2 separate regions of the Zea mays genome follow, and region 1 is linked to region 2. The links are chromatin contacts, called in public Hi-C maps. All regions are on one chromosome and are shown on one strand. The core of a region is the stretch at or near the end of the contact, and the rest is flanking DNA. Distances in the headings are between cores, read along the strand shown. Region 1 has its middle 55 kb from the start of LOC103652983. Region 2 holds the start of LOC100283020.

Evidence for each region. Hi-C and Micro-C count contacts between places; a contact is called where the count stands out from the background.
Region 1: a contact with region 2 is called in a Hi-C map of leaf, with 4 times the contacts expected there. The contact joins the enhancer-like site here to the promoter of LOC100283020 in region 2. A contact is called at or near these places in 2 of 25 Hi-C or Micro-C datasets (endosperm and leaf).

What each region holds. Positions count from the first base shown.
Region 1 is chr4:27,926,459-27,933,247 of Zm-B73-REFERENCE-NAM-5.0, reverse strand. No RefSeq gene overlaps it. Among protein-coding and RNA genes, the nearest start is that of LOC103652983, 55 kb to the left of the region's middle. Within about 2 kb of position 1,452, at least 18 of the 20 cell types and tissues checked have an H3K27ac peak or open chromatin away from gene starts, as enhancers often do. A contact at or near this core is called in leaf, where this site is marked.
Region 2 is chr4:27,664,100-27,671,351 of Zm-B73-REFERENCE-NAM-5.0, reverse strand. LOC100283020 reads left to right here and starts at 2,497. Exons shown (of 8, transcript NM_001155922.2): 1 at 2,497-2,967; 2 at 3,049-3,124; 3 at 3,778-3,907; 4 at 3,990-4,101; 5 at 5,208-5,299; 6 at 5,419-5,488; 7 at 5,575-5,657; 8 at 5,861-7,070. The coding sequence starts at 2,647. The coding sequence ends at 5,942.

The DNA.
Region 1 (6,789 bases), core at 203-2,702, 260 kb before region 2:
CCAGGACTGAGGCATCATCCTACTGTTATCAACAAGATTGTCAGGGTCACTATTCATCACAAGTGTGGGGACAAAAGCTAGATCAAAGATAAATTCTAGAATATTATTGATCATGTAATGAAGGGGAAAGTGATGAATGTGGTTCTATTTATGATGAGGCAGTTCAATGATCTAAAGATGGATAAAAATCAAAACCTGGCCTGCGCTCCATATATTATGGCTCTAATCAGGGCCAAAACCATATTTGAGGGGCGGTGTGAGACTGCTCACACTCCATTTAGACCTATCAATAATGAGATTGGTTTTCTCACTAGGTCTCTCACCCCCTGACCTGATGATGAGGGAGTTTCTACAAATGACTTCGCCACTCAGCCTGAGACACATCCAGCTCAGCAAATGCCACCTCCTCCACCTCCTCAGTAGCAAGGACATCACTGGCAGCCCGCACCTGGTTACTTTGTGTAAGTCCCAAAATCTGTATAAAAATATTATTATTAATAAAATAAATATATGAAGAGATAAAATAGTAAATTCAGATATCTCAAATTATACTTGAATGTTGAAAATTGAGAACTAAATTTTGGAAACCAAGAATTATTTTAGAAGAGTAATAGAAAAGCTTTCTATTCAACTAAATGATTATGCATTTCACTAAATGATGCACCATAAGTATTTAGTTACATGAATATTTAATTTCGAAGTAACTTTAAACTCAAGTTCCGTACTCAAAATACCATTTTCCTAAAAAGAAAGGAACCATGAGTGTGTCTCATATTTCAAACATTTATCAAACAAATAAATCAATTAAAATAAATATATATCTATTACTCCATAATTGATTGTGAGTGTGTGTTAAGTTTGAATTCTTAAACTATATCCTAGATTGGAATTGGAATTTTGTAATGTAAAAAAGAAAATTTATTAAAGTCCAAAGATAATTTTAAGGTCTAAAAGATATCCTAGAATTTGAAAAAAAAAGAGAAGGAAAAACCACACAAAAATAAAGGATATGGATGTATAAGTAAATATAAAATTGTTTATACCAATATTTGAGATTGTACATTTGATCTAAGTTTGAACCCTGTTTACATATAATTCAAAATAGAAATACAAAATATGAAAGGAATTGAAAATAGAGAAGGAAGGAGAGAAATATTATGCAAAATAAAATAATGTTATAATTAAATAACTTCACCACATGTTGGTGTGATCAAATTGCATAGTTAACATAAACTTGAATTTACACTTAAGTTGAATTCAAAATTTAAATTCAAATGAATCAGGAATAAAAGAAAACAGAAAAGAATAAAAACAAAAGAAAAAGGAGAAAAAAAAAGCTGCGCCTGGGTCGTTTCTCCCCTCGCGGCCGGCCCATTTCCGCTCTCAACCGCTCCACCCCGTGTCGCTGGCGGGCAGACCCTTGGGTCAGCCTCACTGATGAATGGGCCTCCACATGTCAGCCGCAGCCTGCTGCTCCCGCGTCCTGGTTGCTCTGCCGCGTGGGGCCATTTTGTCAGAGCTTCCCCCCTCCATCGCAACAACCCCGCGCGGGATTTCCTCCCCATCGTGCGCGCGCGCCGTGGAATAGCCACGCGAATCTAGTCGTGGCTGTTAGGAATCGGTCTTGGGGGTATAAAGACCAAGCCTCGCCGTGCTCTTGTTCCGAGCCCTCCGATAAAGCTGCCAGGGTCGAAACGCCATTGGCGTGAGGTGCGTAGGTAGGGAAACTCGACGACACCGCTGTTGTTCCGCGTCTGCGCTAATATTCTGGTGGCCGCGGTAGATCGAGGGGTTGCTCTTGATGGTGGGCAACCTAGTCGAGGCATCGGCAAGCCTGGGGGAGCCCTGGAACTTCACCAATTGCTCACCGGAGAATCACATCCGCCGCGGGCCACACCGCCCCGTGGCTGTGGCTCGTCTCGACACCACCCCGGGTAAGTAGTTACCTAATCGGTTCGCCTAGCCATCCTCTCCACAATTTTACGAAGAAATCGCGAGTATAGTGCTCGGTCTTCGGATCGCCTGAACACTGGTGATAGGGCTACCGCAGATTAGGTATGACCGCCGGGTTTGGAACCTAATCTCTAGTAGAACCACGCCCGTGGACTCGCCCCAAACCCGTTGGGTGTAGCTCCTGTCGAATCGAAGTGCCGGCAGCGTGGGCGTGTGCCTGGGTGTTCGGACATGGCGCCACCGTGCCGGAGTCATGTGCAGCTCCGGCCATTGCCGTTGAGTATTGGTTAGGCGGCGTACTGACCGTTAGATTTTCGCCAGTTGGCTAGGATTAGCTCTGGGGAGGATGCACCGTGAACCGTTGATCGGTTAATCAATGGGGATGATCAGGGGATTGGATCCGGGTGGTGTGAACCACTGATCTCGTAGCGAGTGGTGGATCGGGGTTCAAAATGTCTGGGTCGTCTGATCTTAATCCAGCGACTATTAGTGCATACCGGTTCTGGCGAGGGTTAGATCTAATCGGAGCCATCCAGAATTGATCCAACGGCCCTGATATGTCGATACCCCTTCGCCGTTTGATTTTGTAAAAGAGCCCTGTAGAATCCAGTAATCAACCCGGTCTCCTAGGGGAGGTGTAGATTGTGTCTAGGTTCATTTTGCGCCTGAAACCCTACCTTCTCTGGTATTTGACGCGCTGTCCAGGTAATTAATAAAACTAGAGAAAATTATATAGGAAATGATTTTCAATATAAAATTAATTGCAGAAACTTAATTAATTCCTAGAAAATGCATCTTTACTCCTTTTTAGTCCATTCTAGTTCCTATAATTTTGTAATAATGTTGTTTATCACATAGTGACACTGTTTTAACATGAAAATGGTATTAAAATTTATTTCTTAATTAATCTCGTATCAAGTACATAAAACCTTAGGAAATTTGTAACTTCTTCGTTTTAAATCCGATTTGACTCGTTCCAATTGCGTTAGCTTCATATAAATATTTAGTATACAGTGATAGTATTAATTATACCATATTGCATAATTTTATAGTTAGATATTTATTTAATCTATGTTAGTAGATTTACCCTTTTAATCAAAGATTAATCTGTTTATGATTATAAGGTGACTAAACATGATCTAGATTAAAGTTGAAATGATTATTTAGAGTATATTTTCTCATAATAATCAATTTATAATATAATTTAATGTTCAACCACATAAATCTCTCATAGATCACAACTCCTTAACCGTAACTCCGATCTTAGTGATTCTTGAGCCCACGATCTCGTAGCTTCACGTAGATCATTAGTAGTCAATTTGTCGTTATGTTTGGTGTAATGTTAATTTTGTCTATACTATGTTTGTTTGTATTGCTACGACTAGCAGTGAGGTCACGAGGATCTCAAGAATCACCCTGGTAACTGGAATCTCAAGTGCCAGGCAAGTTGTGCCCTTGATCCACTTTTGTTACCCAATAATATTCTTTATTATCACTATTCATGCATAGGTTTAATTAGGGATGAAAACGGTCGGAAACGGTCGGTAAACACTAAAACCATTACCGTTTTCATATTTTTTTATCGGAAACAAAATCGAAAACGGTAACTTCGGAAACGGAAACGATATCGGTATTTCGGAAACATCGGAAACGAAAGTTTGGTACGGAAAATACACCGGTAACGGTCGAAATCTAAAATACAATCGGTAAATATATCAAACTTCATAATACAACAAAGTTGACAAAAGATCACAAAGACTAAAAGTTCACAATTCATGATATAACAAGTTCACAATATAAAAAGTTCACAATGATCACAAATTTATAATATAAAAAGTGTACAAAGATCACAAGTTCACAATATAACAAGTTCACAGTATAACAAGTTCATAAAGATCACAAGTTCATAGTCTCAAAGTTCACAATTCACAATATCCACTCGATCTAGCTGACATGGCATGCTTACTTATGAAATATTTTTTCCTCACATAAAGAGTTTTTCACAACCTCACAGAAAAACCCTAAAACCTAGTGTGTGGAAAAGACCAAATCGTTAATCTCAACTGCCTTCCAACACCATCTATCCAAAAAAATCTAAAGGTGTCCAAAAAATACAAAAATAAGTAATCCTTATCTAGAGACGTACAAGCGATGCGAAAAAATCACATGCTGGAAAATTCTGAAAAATTCCGAGACACAATTCCGAAAAATTCCGAGATACAATTCCGGAAAATTCCGAGACACAAATCCGGTAATTTCCGACAAAAACCGGTAACCGAAGGAAACGGTCGGTAAAACACCACGCCGATTCCGATACCGATTCCGATAGAAAATTCCGAAAACCGATTCCGTTTTCGAAAAATACCGTTACCGATGAATCCAACCGAAAAATTTCGAAATCGGTTTCCGGAATACCGAAAAATTCCGAAACCGTTTTCATCCCTAGGTTTAATTTTGATGGGACCCAATAGGTCACCCTAGATTGGTTATTCTTTTTACCTTGTGTACCCCTGAATCATTAGGTAGTTATGCTATTGCTTTATATGGTTTTGGGATAATATTTCATTATATCCATATTCCTAATATTCTGTTATGTTATTTATGTTCATGATAAGATCATTATGTTAATGGGAACATGGAGCGACCACCCGAGAAAATAGTGCTACCACAAGGGTAGTATGGGATGCCCTTAGCTGACTAATTAGGAAAGCTAGTGGATGACTACCTTACCCAAAAGGGGCAAGGGCAGTAGCGGAGTGGTCAGTGTAGGGAGGTCCTTGGGTTGATTTTGCTGCGATGGCGGTCAGGCGAGAGATCCCTGCATTGGAGCTTCCTATAAACTGTAGCGGATTTTCTGAAGCTAGTGAAACTTTGTAAAGGACTCGTAGTGTTACCCTACCTCGCCTCTTTGGTAGAGGTGTATGGGATTCATGACCCATTGGCAGATGGGTAGCATGACTTGTGGGTAAAGATGCGCAACCTCTGCAGAGTGTAAAACTGGTATACTAGTCGTGCTCACGGTCATGAGCAGCTTGGACCCTCACATGATTAATCTATGGAATTAAAACTCAATTTGTCATTTGCATCGCATTGGGATTATTTTATTATTACTATTACTTATTTTTACTAAGGTTTGGTATTTACTTATACTTAGTAATTGCTAATAAAATTTTGACCAACTTATAAAAGCAATGCTCAGCTTCAACCTTTATTTTATTGATCAGTCTTACACTTCACATGAACTCCCACCTTTGGTGAGTTCATGCACATTATTCCCCACAACTTGTTGAGCGATGAACATGTGTGAGCTCACCCTTGCTGTCTCACACCCCCCACAGGAGAAGAACAGGTGGTTCAAGAGGAGCCACATCACGAGGAGTTCGATTCGATCTAGGTGGCGTCTCCCAGTAGACTTTCTGGCGCCAAGGATGGATTTTAGATCCTTTTATATTTATCTTTTATTTTGTAAGACTTCCGCTATGTAATAAGTACTCTGATTATTGTGACATTTATCTCTATACACTCTGTTATTATATATGTTGTCTTCTTTGGCGCATGTATGAGATGCACCCGGCTTTGTCCCTTAAATCCGGGTGTGACACTTTGATCCTTATTTTCAGCAGATGCAGCATGGGCTCTAGACTCATATGGATGGACGACTTTAGGGCATGATGAAACATGTGGATGGTCGCTTTGATGCTATGCAATCTCATTTTGATGGCCAATATTCTATTGTGCACAATAGATTCTTTGCTGTTGATATTCAGCTTGATGGGGCACATACACAGTTTGCTGATCTTTGCACTCATATTCAGGATACTGTGCATGATCTCATTGTGAGCAGAATGAACAACATCCAACAGAGCTTTCAAGCCAATAGGGGTTCTCTGTCCAGTCAATTTGAGACTCTGACTAACAGTGACAACATTCATTCGCTTGATGAGAGGCAGCAACAGTTGCAGAATGACTTCAGCCAGTTCACAACCATTTTTTATAGCTTTAGTTCTCACTACTATAGCATGTATCCGTGTCCTCCACCTGGTACGCAGTGAAGCCCATCCTTTATGAAAATTGATGCCAAAGGGGGAGAGAAATGAAGATAGAAGCTGACAACCAGGGGGCTCGCATATGGACATTCGGACATTTACATATGCATATTTATTATGTCTATGTTTTATTATGTTTAATATTGCTGAGTTGTTGAACTACGTTATTTCGAACTGTGTTTGACTTCTTAAGGTTCTATTAGTTTGAAATCTTGTGAACTAGATGTTATTTCTCTTACTACGTTTATTTTTCATATTATTATATGTGTATACCTCGATAACCATGATTATAGGAAGATCTCCGCCAAATCTCGGATATATTGTGTGTGTGAATTCTTCAACTGGATATTCTTCATGCACATATATAGGGGGAGCTATTCCTACACTTTGAGTTTTCTGTGCTGACTTATCAACATTTCAGATGAACTTTACAATCAAGATAAGTCACTCAAAACTCATCTCAAATCTTTCTTATACCCAGTATGTAAGGAAGGTTTGAAAACAAAATCTACTTTCTATGAAATATGCAGTGTTGTCATCAATTACCAAAAAGTGGGGATTGTGAATCATCTAGGCCCCTTAGTTAGGGACGGTGTGTTTTTGAGTCATTGTGCTACGAACTGTTCGGGGTTTTTACCCGGACAGTATGTGGTCCTACGGCAGACCGTCCGACCATGGTTGGCGGACAGTCCGCCTGTGTTGTTCAAATTGGTCAGTGCTCTGGTATTTCATATTAACGGGACCTGGACCGTCCGGCCTAGGCTGGCGGACCATCCGGGCTTGACTTTTT
Region 2 (7,252 bases), core at 1,248-3,747:
ATGATCTCGGACCGTTCGACCCTTCATCAAACCGTCCAACACCCTATGTCGGACAGTCTAGAGTCACATAGAGCCTATCACAAGGGTCACATAGTACCAGACGGTCCGGTCCACTCGCAGACTGTACAACTGCACAGGTCGAACCGTCTGGAGCACCAGAAGTCACCTATGATCCGCCTAGTGCGGTAGGCCGACGTAAAGATAATCGGCCACCCAAGCCTCAAGAGCCGAAAATGTCACCCGTCACTGAGTTTGTTTGGCCCGCTAAGGCTAAATCTTTTGTTCGCTCTCACCCGCACTCGACACAAAAGGAGAAAGTTAAGTTCACATTTAATGTTGCTAAATGTGATAAAATATTTGATGAGTTACTTAAGCATGGTAATATTAAATTGTCATATATAATTCCTCCAGTTGAATAATTAAGAGGACGTGTATATTGTAAATGGCATGGCTCCTTTCTTCATAACACCAATGATTGTGTTGTATTCCGTCGACAAATACAATCAACTATAAACTAAGGTCGGTTGAGATTTCAAAAAGAGGTGAAGATTGATAGGCCACTTATCCCTGTCACCACATTAGATCCAACGAGCAAAAAAGTCTTAGTTCAACCATGTGCGATCGATAAAAGCAAAGATAAAAGTATCGTCGTTGGTGATCCTCACACGCCAAAATATGTCACGTAGAGTGGTTACTCGGAAGTCTCCAGACAAAAGGAAGACCGGAGGCACTGGGGCAAGCACGATCGAACACCCGATCACGGTCACCTGTCCTACGTATGCCAAACGATCCGGGTACTAAGGTCGGACAGTCCGAGACAGGCGCGGACAGTCTGGCTATGAAGGCCGAACAGTCCTCAGACGACCAGAAGAAGCAACCTCAGACCGTCGGACCACAACATTTCAAAACAAGTATTGGGAAGCAAAACACTTCCAAGACGTCTGGCCGACTTAGCAGAGTCGGTCCTACTTTTGATCAGCTGCTTGCTAAATAAATGAAGAAGGTCATTCCACGCAACCGACCAATAAAACAAATGAAGTCAAAAAGACGATCCGTGCGAAATCAAAAGCCAACTAAACCGGCCCAAAAGGTAGCACAACCAAAATCACCTAGTCATCCTCCTCCAGGGATGGCATGGTGCTTCCCAGTCTATCCATCGCCGATGTGTTGTCCTACTCAAGTGTGGGGTGGTATGACGACGAATCCGTATTGCTGGCTCAATCCGTTTGCTTATTCAGGCTAGGGGCACCACAAGTTTTTGCCTATTGACATGTTGATCAAGCAGACATGGCCGAAGACAATGCAATATGAAACGACCTTTGTACATCAAAGTTCAATCAAATATTTATATTATCTGATCACAAGAGCTGATGGCTTGCATCGAGTTGAGTCCTTACTTCGGGAACAAAATAAATCATGAAGTCAATTGTTTCTGAAGTTTTCGCTGGTGCTTTTGGTTCGCCAAGCTCCACCAAAAGGTAGGGGGCATGTGTAGACCACCAAAAGTGACGAATGGTCCAGCCCTAGGGTCCGGACGATTCGTGGCCCCGTGATCAGATTAACTCGGACGATTATCCTTATCTCATGCGTGTTTGTCCATCTAATCATGTGGGGTTTGTTAGCTATCGCCTAGGAATGGGTCCAGACCTCCCCTATATATATATGAAGGGGTACAACCGATTGAGAACCCCCGATCACATTCCAATCGAACCAATTACTTTATTTATCATTCCTTTATCATTTCTGCCCTAGGAGTAGATGTAGCCTAGCCTTAGTTGTAGCTTTCCGCATATCCACCTACACCTCTATTTGACTCTACGTCGTCTAGATCCGTCTTGTGTGGCATGCCAACCCCAAGACGAACCTAGGATCTTACCCTCCCCGGGGGCAAGATCTAGTTGTCCATTAAAAATACTATGTCTCGGCTGCCTATTAATTTCTAGGCGACTCCACATTATCTGGGGACGCCCTGGGTGATCTATCGACCTGGAGCGCCCTAAGATCTCTCTTATTCTATCCCCTATTTATAGACCTTACTTCGGGTACCCGTTCCTAGGTATCCGATAATGTCCTTCAATATCGACATTCGAACGGAGCATTAGACTATCCCTAACAACTCCTTTATTCTATCCCCTATTTTAAATTTCACTTTACAAATAATATGTATAGTGCAAATTCATATTTTCCAGGATCCACCGGAGATAACTTTATAATATGTGTAGAAAGTGCATGAAAATGAGTAGTATAATGCACAGTCACTTCTATAAAAGAGATATTACTCGGAAAATAAAATTAAGGGCTAATTTGGAAACTACATGTTTTCAATTTTTTTATTTTTTCGAGAAATTAGTTTAATTTTTCTTAAAAATATAAATCTCTCGGAAAAAACGGAGTTAAAAAAATAGCCTAAAAAAATTTAACGGGAGAACATGCAGCAGGTGGCCAGGTGCGGCGCCAGCTTGGCTGGCCTACCACCGTACCGTGCCCCCCCGTCTCACTCACAATCCAGATCCCGAGATCCATCGTCTCATCATCTCCATCCCCAAATCCGCAATTCGTCGTTCTCTCTATCTCCTCCTTCCGAACCCTCGCCCTCCCAGCCCCCAAACCCCAATCTGTCTCTTCCGCTAGGTTTAGCGTAATTCCATGGCCGGCGCCGGTATCCACCCGTTCCAGCAGTGGCCACCCACGGCGGCCGCGCCGCCCCCGCCGGGGGCCGCGGCCTCGGTCGCCGTCCCTCCTCCACCCCCCGTCCCCGGCGCGCCTGGCACCGTTGGCCCGGACGAGGTCCGCACTATCTTCATCACGGGGCTCCCTGCAGACGTCAAGGAAAGGGAGCTGCACAACCTGCTGCGCTGGCTCCCGGGATTCGAGGCGTCCCAGATCAACTTCAAGGGCGACCAGCCCATGGGCTTCGCGCTCTTCTCCACCGCGCACCAGGCCATCGCCGCAAAGACTGCGCTCCAGGTTTGTTTCGGTTCTTGATGGTGGGCGAGGGTTTGGACTTCGCAGGGATGAGATGTGACCCCGGGCACCCGTCATCTGCAGGATATGGTGTTCGATGCTGAGACCAAGGTGGCGCTGCACACCGAGATGGCCAAGAAGAACCTCTTCGTTAAGAGATGTGAGATTTTGTCCACTTAACATTCACATGTTCTCTCTGCTGTCGCTCTAGTAGCATACAATATTAATTAATGGAATCTCCAACCGCATAGATAGAGTTTATTGATGCATTAATACAATGTTGTTGGGATAATCTTCATTCCATGTGCTGTCATGGCTCTTCTGTTTGGTTCAAATTCAAAAGGAGCAACCTGTGATGCTGGATACATTGAGTTCACAACATCTACTGAACATAGTTTGTGGTTTTTGAGACAAGGCCTATGATATCTAGTCCCTAGCCTTTTCTTTGAAATTTAATAGAATTCCCTTAATTACACAACAAATTTAAAGCAATAAACCTTATAAAAATCAGTAACCGGAAGGCAGGCCCATGCACTGGCTTCTTTATTGGAAGAAGGTATTGTCATCGTTTGTAACCTGGAGGTTGTTTTGATCAATGTCAAATATATGATCTTGAAGTACAAAACTGTTTTGATCAGGTTGTTTTGATCATGCAATACTAGTGTTTTGCCAGTTTTACTGCTTCGCACAAAACGGTCCAGCTTGATCTTAGATTGCCCCTTCAATAGCTGTTTGCTTCCAGTATAATGAATGGTTTGGTTACTATGATGTTTTGCATATCTATTATGTCTTGAATGATTAAAACCATTTTAGGTGTGGGAATTGATGCAAATGCTGTGGATCAAAGTAAACGGTTGCGAACAGGTGGAGATTATACTCATTCTCCTTATGCTCCTCCATTTCATCCACCTCCACCAGCTGTTTCCATGTGGGGAACCCCAGGGTAAGTGTTTATTCTTTTTTCCCATGCAGTAATTAATCATTCATCAAGGGCTTATCATTTCTCTTTCTTGGATATGATTCAGTTATATCACAGCGCCACCTCCTTACAATCCATATGCTGCGTATCCAGTCCCCCCTGTAGCGATGACTTCACCTGCTCCTGTTACAGGACCAACTGCCTATGCTCCTGTGCAGGTAATTTTAGAGTAAATATTGCCTGATTCATTAATAAAAGATTGCGTTATTTATTTTTTGATGGTCATGATTTTGTATTGAACCAGTCTTGACAGGTCTAGCAGTGTAAAGTGTGAGACAACCATTTTTTCTGTATTAAGTTTTTTCTCTGCTGCATGACAATAACTTGCATGATTCATGTTTCATCTACAAATATTTGAGGCCAGGGCTTGTGTTATAACAATATCAAACTGTGACTCCTTCACCCTGTTTCTCTTGCTATGTCTGCTTGGATATCATTAGTTATGTGAACTTCTGATAAATACTGATAGTTTGCTGAAGCCTATGTCACTGCAATTCTCTATCTACTATATAAAGCACCAGTTTCAATGGTCATCCCACGTCACCCTTCCTGCTTAATGCAAAAATAAAGTAAAATTGTGCACAAATGGAGGTTTGAACCTTGGTTGTTGGCTCCACATTCACACCCACATAACCAATAGAACACACATATTTTTGTGTCTTATTAAAACAAACTCTACTCATATGATATATAGAAACCGTGGCAATGCACGTGCAACTGACTAGTTTCATGATATGTATCTGTATCATTGGTTGGGACTCGAGAAAACTTGAGAACGAAGAATTGGATTGACAATTACTGTTGGACTCTTGGTATAAATTGCCTTAAGAAATTGTTCTTTCAGATATGTCAATCAAGAATATTTATTGTTTAGTCATTCTACGAAATTCCTTTCCAACTTATTCAATTTGCTGTCAACATTGTTTTATACCTTTATTGAACTGACTCATTGGTGTATCTCTCATGGTCAAGTTTCCTTTATGTGTATATGGAAGCATAAAGCTTGATTGTCACAAAATCTTTACATTTGGATGAAATTAGATGATCAGTTAATTGCTAGAATATTTTATTACCCTTTGAATAATTTCAGTACATGAAATACTATATAGAAGGCAAATCAGCAAATGTTTGCAGCATTATTTTGTAATGTAGTTGAAGTTTGTCTTGGGTCTATGGTGACAACTGACAACTCATTCTAAGTTGTTCATATTGAAGATTCTAAAGGTTATAATTTATTATGAAAAATTAAAATTTACTATCGCAGAACACAAAGGATAATCCTCCCTGCAATACCCTTTTCATTGGTAATCTCGGTGATACTGTAGTCGAAGAGGAATTGCGAAGTCTCTTCAGTGTGTAAGTCCTTGCACTTCTAACAGCAACATTCTACCTCTGGATTCCATTTTGCCTACTGGGTTTATGGCTGCTGAATGTTTTGGTTCTGGTTGGTGCAACTTTTTCTCAATTTCTTGCAGGCAACCTGGATTCAAGCAAATGAAAGTGTTACGTCAAGATAGGAACACTGTTTGCTTTATTGAATTTGAGGTAAGTAGTTATGGGTTTTCAGTTAATATAGTGAGACACTACCTTCGTTTCCCAATCACATGTTTTAAAGCTTTTCTTTTTCTCAGGATGTGAATGCTGCTACATCTGTGCACCAAACTCTGCAGGGTGCTGTTATTCCTAGTTCTGGTCGTGGTGGAATGCGAATTCAATATCCTTTATTTATTCGAAAAAAATGGATTCTTACATTGCATCAGACCTATATCTCAATTTTCAATTTAATACTCTCTTCATAATAACAACACACCCATATACCTATTACATGCCTACATGTTTTTATATCTTAGATACACACTTCCATCTTGATTCTAATTTGGTTTGTATCAAATTTTGGCACTCCTTAACATCCTGCACATTTTCAAAGAATCCCTTTGGGCGAAGGAAGGATTCAGCTGCTGGCCTTGCGAGCGTTCTAAATGGGGCTCCTGCAAATTGATTGCAGCCTGAGGGGATGTATCTTGAACTTTAGCATGCCATCATGGATTTCATACTACCACATCTTATTTATGATCTGCATACTTCTGCTGAATGCACGCTCTCTCACGTGGCATCATCATCTTCATTTGGTGGAGTATCTGGGACATGATCATCATCTATCATCTTTATTAGGTGGAGTTTCAGGGGCATGATCATCATCTGGCTGACATTGCATTGTCACCAAAACATGCTGGTGTTACTTTTTTTTACATTATCTTTGTAGCTTGTGAAGGCCATCCTAGTCTTCTAGATGTGCATTTGGCGTTTGTCATGAACATTACACTTTGTAGTATTCGTATTATGTATTTCCCTTTGTGCAGTTGCAACGTTGTGTTTTCATTATAATAGTTGATGTGGTTTCGCTGGTTTACTAACAATTCTGAAATCTTGGATGATTCATTCCATCATGTCATGGCATTTTGACGAGGAAATTTTGTAGACATGGCATGGCAATATGGCATACTTCATTCCATGCATGCTGGAGCATTGCCATCATCCCCACGAAGCATGTAATCACAACGTTGATTGGTTTGTTCTTAAATGTTTTCATCCAGGCTGAGAGGCTAACAGGGATAGTAAAATTGCAAAAAAGTCGCAAGCTGTTTCATTCTTTTACTACAGTGGTGGAACACCGAAGCGTTGCTACGGTCCCTTTTGGAAAGCCTTCTTGTTCTTTTCTTACAGTGGAACGCCTTGGTTCTTTTGCTGCAGTGGAACACCTTCATTCTTTTGCTGCAGGTGAATGCCAAGGCGTGGCTATGTACTTTTTGGTTAGAGAACCTTAGTGATGCTAAAATATAAGCTAACTGAAGCTTAGTGATGTTGATGAGATGTAAGGAACTTATGGATCTGCTGAGGTGGTTTCTAGCTTGACTAGGCAACCCTTTCGGTTTTTATCCTGCCTTGTAATACCAAGGCATGGTTGTGGCCCTTTTGTTTAGAGAACCTTAGTGATGCTGGTATGTAAGCCAACTTAATCTTAGTGATGTTGATGAGATAAACAATGGATCCGATGAGGTGGTTTATAGCTTGACGAGTTCTTTGATTAGATGATGAGAGCTGAGAAGTTTCATTGACTTATGCATCAGATGATTGTTTCATTTTTTTCAACTTTTAATGTGGAATTAACTTTTCCGTTTACGGGGTGTTTGGATCCCTTCATTTTAGATGAATTGTAATTCACTCAATAAAGTAACTTATTTAATTTAAAATTTGATATTCTACCACTTTCCAAAGTTCACAAATAAGCCGATCTTAAATTTATATGGT